Linked DNA regions of Mus musculus: region 1 is linked to region 2. The links are chromatin contacts, called in public HiChIP or PLAC-seq maps. All regions are on one chromosome and are shown on one strand. Each heading gives the region's core, a stretch centred on a gene start, on an enhancer-like site or on the middle of the called end of the contact. The rest is flanking DNA. Distances are from core to core; before and after follow the strand shown.

Evidence for each region. HiChIP or PLAC-seq counts read pairs in DNA pulled down with a chosen protein or histone mark.
Region 1: a contact with region 2 is called in an H3K4me3 HiChIP or PLAC-seq map of the SCID.adh cell line, with 7 times the contacts expected there. The contact joins two enhancer-like sites. A contact is called at or near these places in 11 of 39 promoter capture datasets (the 3T3-L1 cell line, cranial neural crest, embryonic stem cells and 6 more), 5 of 484 Hi-C or Micro-C datasets (Th2 cells, cardiomyocytes, epidermal suprabasal cells and 2 more), 12 of 115 datasets of contacts at active chromatin or transcription factors (the SCID.adh cell line, T-cell acute lymphoblastic leukemia, acute myeloid leukemia and 8 more) and 1 of 9 other capture datasets (embryonic stem cells).

What each region holds. Positions count from the first base shown.
Region 1 is chr12:107,996,707-108,001,263 of GRCm38.p6, forward strand. All of the region lies in intron 1 of Bcl11b (B cell leukemia/lymphoma 11B), which reads right to left. Among named protein-coding and RNA genes, the nearest start is that of Bcl11b, 4.4 kb to the right of the region's middle. Within about 2 kb of position 2,230, at least 30 of the 459 cell types and tissues checked have an H3K27ac peak or open chromatin away from gene starts, as enhancers often do. A contact at or near this core is called in the SCID.adh cell line, where this site is marked.
Region 2 is chr12:107,379,558-107,383,460 of GRCm38.p6, forward strand. No RefSeq gene overlaps it. Among named protein-coding and RNA genes, the nearest start is that of Gm33236, 270 kb to the right of the region's middle. Within about 2 kb of position 1,349, at least 3 of the 459 cell types and tissues checked have an H3K27ac peak or open chromatin away from gene starts, as enhancers often do. A contact at or near this core is called in the SCID.adh cell line, where this site is marked.

The DNA.
Region 1 (4,557 bases), core at 980-3,479, 620 kb after region 2:
AGTTACAGCAAAACAGAGGATTTTTTTTTACCCTCTTTTTTTTTTTACTTTGAAGTTACTTAATTTTGTGTGGTCTGGCATTGCATTGCAGTAAATAGTTCGAGCTGGCTAATTCCACACCCAAGCAAATTATCAGCTGCCACGAAGAATGAAAGAGAGGGAGAGAGAGAGAGAGAAAGAGAGAGAGAGAACAAAATTCTAGAATATCAGCAACTACACAAAAGACTTGCATATGTCAAAACACCATCCAGAGTCCCCGGAACACAGCTCTGCTCACAATCTAGCACCATTCTGACAGGAACCAAGAGGCTGCTGTGTTCCCCCTCTCTCCCTAGCTCCTGATGAGGGAGGGCACAGAGCTATGCCCAGCTGACAGCCTGCTTCCAGCCATTTTTTTTTTCAGCACATCCCGGGAAAACCAAGCACTTGGAGTCCACAAACTAGAGGCCTGGGGAACAGAATGTGGGCAAATCTCACAGGTCTGCATGTAGCTCCCCAGGATGGGAGATTTGTGAGATCCAAGGAATCTGCCCCCCTGACAACCCCCTCCCCAGGCAGGATCACATGAGCCATGGTATTAGCAGCTGTATGACACAGGACAACCGTCCTCAGCTTTCTTCTCTGTCTCCTTTCAGACTAAGCAGGATCAAGTATACCTACAGTTAATGAAGTCTTCAGGGCAGGATGCTCTGCCAGCATCAATACCTTGACCATGATCATGTGGTGCAGGGTACAGCCCCCACCCCCCCCCAAAAAAAGAGTTCATTTTTCACCTCTCCTCCCCAGATGTGACATCAGCATTAACTTGGGGACCAAAATCCTTGGAGAGTTTAAGCTAAAAGAAAGGCCCAACCAGGCAGCCAAAGAGTCCTTCCTTCATGAAAAAAGAGGCTCTCAAAGGAAAACGTCTAGCTGCCGGCTGTCCTATCACCCCTGATAATTTTTTTTTTAACGAATTGAATGTCTGTGTTGGTGTGTAATCACAGTATGGGAAGGACCCCAAATTCCAAGGCAAATGATTGGGGCTTCCCATAAACTGAATTAAAAACAAGCAAGCAAAACAAAGCAAGCAAACAAACAAACAAACAAAAAACAGTTCTCTGTAGGCTACAAACCGTTGCCCAGACCCAAGATTGCGAGGTCCTATATTCCTCATAGTTACCCTGTGTTTGCCTCCACGGTATGCTTACAACTGGCCAGACGCAAACATTAAATGAAGTAGAGACACCATCAGATAAATGGCTGGCCCTCTTCCTCCAGCCGATGACAGCTAAGGCTTTTGTCTGACCTAATTTATTTCTCTTTCAGGTTAGAATAAAGCACTTTCCTGTGTCAGGGCAAGCTCTTCAGCTTATCCACTGAACTCGCGCAGACGACTCCAGTTCACTGCGCTGTCTGTGCATCTCACAAACTCTAAAGCTAAGACATCGTAGATCTAGAAACCCCACCATCAACACATACATATCCCCCGGCACTAAATCACATGTTTGGGGGAGCGGTGGAGCATCGTGACATCCATCTATGAAGGGAACTCTCTGAGGTGCAAGGCGCACTGGCCCCAGCAAGCACACACTGCTTGCAAACAAAATCACCCGCACTGTTTGAATTATGCTATATCGTTAGGGAAAGGGTGCTTGCACCCTTAGTTCCGTGGACTCGCGGTGGAGAAGATGGGATTGAGGGCTGTTATCAAATCGGAGCCGAAAGGATCACCATCTATCAGGTTGTCTTGGGTCCACGACCCCTTCAGCAACAATTCACAGTGGTCCCCCACCCCACCCCCGGGGAACACTAAGATGGGCCACCCCTAAAATGATGACAGCTCTTCCCAGACTCCCTAGGTGGACTGTGAATGCTTAAGCAACAAAACAAAATGTTTAGAATGTCAAGACCATGGACAGACCAAGGGGGAGAAAAACACTCATTCAGGAATAACAATTTTAATTGTTTAAAAAGAAAAGGAAATTGGAGGAAAAGAAAAAACCGCCTCCCCACCTGCCAGGTAAGGAGGGGTTTACAAATCGATGCCAATGGCTTGAAAATAGATTTCTCAAACTTATATTCTCATTTTGTCCTGCACAAATCTCTGCAGGAAAATCAATATTACAACTTCACGCTTAAGACATTTTTGCAGCGACACAAACTGCAGCCGCTGCTGTTGCAGCCGCCGCAGCCGGATGTGCTGATGGACGCGGGTTCCCAGGCACAGCGGCCAAGGCACCGCAGCCATGACACGGGCAGCGAGCGCCCCCTAGCTGACGAGAAGCGCTAGGCGCGGCTTGGAGCATCAGGCATTTTTACCCTTAACCAAAAGCAAATGGTACTGAAAGTTTACTTTGGAAAGTATTTTATCACAGCAAGCGACAGAGAGTGCAAAATGGATGGATAAAGGTGAGGAGGATCGATCAGGAATCAAGTGTGATTAGGCGTTCAAAACCTCCTTGCTGCTGTAGGAAACTGGAGTCCGTAAGTAGACTGTTTTACATGGATCCATTTCACCTGAAATTACTGTCAAATGCATCATCGAATGCTGATCTTTCCTCTGGCCAAGGAAGAGCTGCTGGGTCCTTTGGAGTTAAGCTGAAGGGTGCATCTAACCATCGAATCCTAATCTTTCCAAGTCTCTCGGGCCAGCTCCCAGGACTGAACCCCAAGACTGAACAGTTGACTCTATTTTTCTGTTATGAAACACCCTGAAGACTAGATAAAATTTGCCAAAGCCAGGGCTCATGCAGATAGCAGGCTTCCCCCTCCAAACAAGAAACAAGCAGATATACAAAAATCTTTGAATAAGAGAAAAAAAATCTCCTCTGAAAATATGGGGGCTGTTAAAGTGTGCTCGTGGTTGTCTTCACTGGGGTGCGAATTACAAATGAATAAAATTAACCTGGCATGACACCTTTGAAGAACATGTTTTTATTCTCCCGTGGAATCCGAGCTGCTGACATACCACACTTCAAACGACACGGGGTTCCCTTCTGTGCAAAGGGCAGACAAACTTCACTGCCCCTACCCGACTATGAAAAAGAGAAAGAGAAGAAGAAAAAGAGAAAGAAAAAGAAAAAGAGAAAGAAAGAAAGAAAGAGGGCCCATGTCCTATAAATTTATCAGAGACGCAGTTTAGTACGATAAGTGGACCATTATAGGTATACTGTATCCTGAGGTTCAGACAATTGTCAACGTAGCCGCCTTTAAAACATACAACAACCACAAAACCCAACCTGAAGAGGCATTGAATGGCTACAACCAGCCTCACTCTGCGGCAAATCTTGGGTCTCTGGCTGCTGTGCAGGATCACGAGTGCATACAGAAAATTGCTATTCTTCCTCGGGAACCTGTTGGTGGGTTATTGAAAAGTTGGCTTCATTAAGGGCCTGTATAATTGGCCACTCCATTTTACCTCCACGTTTCCCTCAGAAAAACCTTTGAGCTTTTCCACGGACCTCAGACTGCATTTCCTTCTGCCTGACCCTGCCTGGCATGGCTGGTACAGGCCCTTCCTTCTGCCTGGCCAGCGGCTGCCTCCTGCGTTACCTCCCTAGCACCGTTCCCCAGGCTGATCTGTGTTTGTTTTTCCTAATGTCTGTGTCTGCCCTCCTGTTTGAAAAGCCGCATCCATCTGGGTCAAACATTTTGAAACAAACCAGAAGCCCAGATCTTCTTTTCCAGCTGTCTCCCACCCCCTTAGCTACCTCAGTCCTCTTCCTACCCATCCTGCCTGAAACCGTAGCATGCTATGAAGCCCTTCTCCTACCCTGGGAAACATACACCAAGATCAGGGATGCCATTTCTGGGCTTTTTCTGGTTTCCTAGGCCATCAGTGATTCTAAGTTGCATCATCTCCAAAGAGCCTTTAGCTGCTGCCCCACAGGCCCAAGGCTGCCACCCAAGTGAAAACGATCTGCCATGTTTTAGATGGTTTCCTTCAGATCTGAAATCTCACATGGGAGTGACTGCCTGTAGGGGCTGAGATAACACCTGCTCTGCTGGCCAGTCCTTTTGCAACCAGGCCTCCTGTATCCCCTGCTTCATAGCTAGTCACATTCCCCAGGCCACACTGTATCTCCTGCATCCCTGTCTTATCCCTTCTAGGCTGTTTTTCTGAACACCATACGGACCACTCTCCTTGCTTACCCCCCTGAAACAATGCCCAGGCTCCCAGGGTCCCCAGGGTCCCCAGAAGGCAGGTAGACTTGCTCAGCAGCCTGGCCTCCACTGCCTCTTTTCTCCCCAGCACTTCTCTGCCTTCTCTGCCTCTCCTGCAGGTCAGCTGGCTTTTCCCAGATGCTCTGAGAAAGGGTGAGACAGAGAACCAATGCATGGAAGGATGTCACACGAAGCACCCCTGAACCCCCCCCCCCCAGACCCAGCTGCCACCAGTCCCTCTGCTCAGGGCTTGTTCAGGATGTCCCAGGGATGCCCAGAGAGGGACAGCAAATCTATCTGCTTTTCCCCTAATACGGCAAATGCTCCAGAGTTGGGGGCTACCAGTTTCTCCCCCTTCCCACCGACTCTCTCCCCTCCTCAAATACAATTCTGGTAATTATACAGGGGATG
Region 2 (3,903 bases), core at 99-2,598:
AAGCAAGAAACAGAAATTCTCCTAAGAGGGAGGACAGCACAGCCAAGGGCAAAGAGGCAAGAAAGTGTCTAGTGATGGCTTCACACCAGGACTTATAGACAAGAGCGGTGACAATGGAGTCAAGTTATTGGAGAGGGGAGGAGCTAGAAGGCTGGGTTTGGTGCAAGTTTGAATTGTATACATATGAAAGCATAGTTGGCAAGATGAAAATGAGCTTGGGCTAAACCAGGAAAGATCATGGTATGGGGCCAAAATGACTGTTCTAAGGATGGGAATTTTCTTAACTTTTGATATAGAAGTTTCTCTGAAAGACCAAACTCATTACATACCCTTATGATTCAATTAGTTAAATTTGTAATTATAAATCACCACACACAAGCATCCTTCCTGGACATTAATATGCTGCTTCCGGGTCCCTCGTACCTACTCCTTCTTGTTGGCGGTAGCAACACTTCTTATTGGCATTGACTTGTTCTCTCCTTGCTCCCTGGCTGGACATGATAAGCCTGTTTCAGGAGAAAGGTCGCAACTGAAGGAGTGGCTATGGCCTTGCTAAGTGACAGATTTGTGAAGCCAGAAAGAGCATTCTCTCTGGTCAGCTTAACTTCAGTGAGATTTGGTGGTGCTGATGGAGAGAGAAGACGTCGAACAAATGAATGAGCATGAACTCTCGGAAAGGGAGGCTTCCCCAGAGCTGGGGGATGGAGGAGACTTGTCCGAGGAGACAGTTCAAAAGGTGTGAGAGGAAGAAGGAGCCACACTGCAACAGCATACCTCTCCAACAGTAGGGACAACCATTAAATGCACCACCAACAAGAAAAGAGCTTGTACCCAGAGGGCAAGTGGGACTACAGCCTAAAAGGACCTTAAAGACTGCATGTGGCAGAAGAGCAGGGAGGTAGTGAACTAGAAAGGAGGGTTTTGAATCTCAGCCCAGGTACGTGGTATACATTTGTCATCCTGACTCAGCAAAAGCAGGAAAATCCAGAGTTCAAAGTCAATCTATGCTATGAGACCTTATCTCAAATAAACAAACAAGTAAATAGTTCGAATGCCATTCTAAATGCAGTAGAAGCCAAGGGAGACTTTCAAATAAAGATCACTGTGATCTCAAACATGTTTGAAAAGACCCTTGAGTTTGTTGGTGTCACGGTTCGAATAAGTCCCTCCAAAGGGTTCATCTTTTAGGGACTCAGGCCCCAACAGTGGTACTCTGCTCAGAACATCTGGAGACTTTAGAAAAGATGATATGTTTAGAAGAAATGGGTGAGTGTGGAGCAGGTCCTGACCACTTCCTGCAATTCGCTCGACTTCCTGTCCAGAGTGAGTGCACCCTCCCCTTAACACTTGGGAGGTTTTGCTCAAGTACATGGGACCAAAACGCGCACGGGATGGGGCATTCTGAAAGCATGAGCCCAACACCACTCTTTCCTGCCTAAGTTGTTCATGTCAGAGATGTTTCCACACACAGAAGCTCTGACTCATGCCGTTGGGAAGAATATGGGCAAAACCATCGAAAGCAGAGTGTCCATTAGAATATCTGTATCCACAGCCTAGCTAATCATAGGGCCTGGGTAGGAAACAGTGGGGAAGATAGAAGTGGATACCATCATGGCCCATTTGGAAAATACTGATGTTTAGCAAGTGGTATTTATCTTTGAGCACCTGGGGCTTTGCCTGGCACTACATATGCAGTTGGTGATTGACAAGTAGGAATTTATTTGAGATGCAATGGATTGAATTAGACGGAAGAAAGATGCCTTGATTGAGAGAGGCAAAGTTGAGGCCATCTTTAACTTACAATTTAAATATCCAGCACTTTGGACAAATGAGAAGCGGCTCTCTTTCACTCCAGAGGATGGGATCTAAATCACGTTCAAACACTTCATATATATATCACAGCACTTATCTAGGCATCAAAGGCTCTTTAAACAAAGCAGTCCCACACGGAAGCTGCCAATAGTTAGTATAACTTCCATTTCCAGCTTATTCATTTTAGGGCTTGGACAGAGACCAAGTTGGAAAGAAAACTCAAAGAAACCCTGGGGTTGAATCATTGCCTGGTCCTCATGAATTAGCATGTTTGCTCTCTCTCTCTCTCTCTCTCTCTCTCTCTCTCTCTCTGTGTGTGTGTGTGTGTGTGTGTGTGTGTGTGTGTGTGTGCACTTGTATGTTGGGAGGGGATGGGGGATGGTGCATGCACACACACACAAGCACGCCTGAGGTCAGGCACATACATACAGGTCAGAAGTCAACTTCTGCTATCATTTCTCAGGAACTGTCCACCTAGTATTTTGAAGCGCACACTCTCATTGGGACCTGGGGCTTCTTAACTAGGCTAGTCTGACTGGACAGCAAGCCCAGAGAATTGCCTGTCTCTTACTTGCCTAGGGTTGTGATTACAAGTGATTCGTTTACTTGTTTTTATACGGGCTCTGGGACCAAACTCAAGTCTCTACACTTGCAAAGCACGTGCTTTACCAACTAAGCTATGTACAAAGGCGTAGCCTGTACTTCCTAAATATTTTCTGTCATTGTCTCAGAGGTAAGAAACCCTGAAAAGCAAGACACTTGTGGTGGTTCTGGCCTCATTATAAATTAACTAGATCATATTTGCCTGTCTATTAAGAAGAAGGTAACAGATTAATTTACCTAAAGAAACCAAAAATATTTTAACACTGGTGAGAAAGAAGTAGGCAAAATGGACCAGAGGGTGTTGCTTGCTTAATTCAACCTTTGGCTCGATTTTGGAAGACAGAAAATCCATGCTCACTTAAGACTAGCCAAACCCAGTCTGCTCCAGACAGCACACTGATAGTGCCACATTCTATGATGTGGCCTGACCCAAGGTTCATTTCCATTCTGTAGATTAAGAGACCAAGAAGAAAAAAGTAAAGATAATTTCATGACATCTTACAGCTGATAAATTTCAAATATAGGATTCGAACCTCAAATCCATAATGTATTCTTTCCAATTCCTGCCCTTCCTGCCAGTGTTATTCTATTCCAAAATAGTACCCAGGCTAGCTCCCCTGAGAGAGCTGCAAAGAGCTGGTTTAAGTTCTGAATCCCTTGGGGAAGAGAGACTTGAGCAATAGCAGCTAAGCCGCCAGGCACATCCAGCTGTCCTCTCTTACCCCCAGTGCCCTCCCATATGGCCAAAGAGCATCTCCAAGTGCACAGAGTGTCAGGCATCGTATGGAAAGGGTTCACCCTGTGTTCTTTAAGGAAACATGAATCCCTCACAGCCTCAATCCAGCACTTCTCCCTGTCCATGTCCAGATGAAGTGGAGAGTCCTGGTATACTTGTAAGAGTTGGTCCTTCTAGGCAAGGCTCTTACAGCAATCTCACTATCTGTTAACAGCCACGGGGCACCCACGACTCACTGTGCCTATTCAAGACCACACACCCTATGTCATACCACTAAGTCATATTTGGGTTGTTCTCCCATCCTCCCCCCCCCCCCCACTGCCCATGATAGGGACAAAGTCAGGGACTCCTGGAGTTTTCTAGAAACTAGACATAAAATTGGGTCTGCTATTTCAAGTACAGCATCCACAAAGAGCATCTTCGCTTGGTGCTTTCCTAACTGAGTTCAAATGACTGGTTTGGCTGTCGTTTACAACGTAGCTAACACTTCACCACTGAAGCCAACATAAAGGAAGTCAGGAAGACAGAAAGCTAAGAAGAATGAAAGAAGAGAAGGAGGTAAGGACTGAAATCCAGGTATTGAAAAGGCCAAGGTTATCTTTGAGTTCCTTCAGTAATAATTAACCATTCATTTAACCCCCATTCAATGCCTAGCCGGGGGCATGTCCTGTGCCTGGCTGCCACCATGGGCAGCTGTATATGAAGCTACGCTAGAAAAGCAGCCAGAAGGGTTGGCTGGGTTTGACTACTCT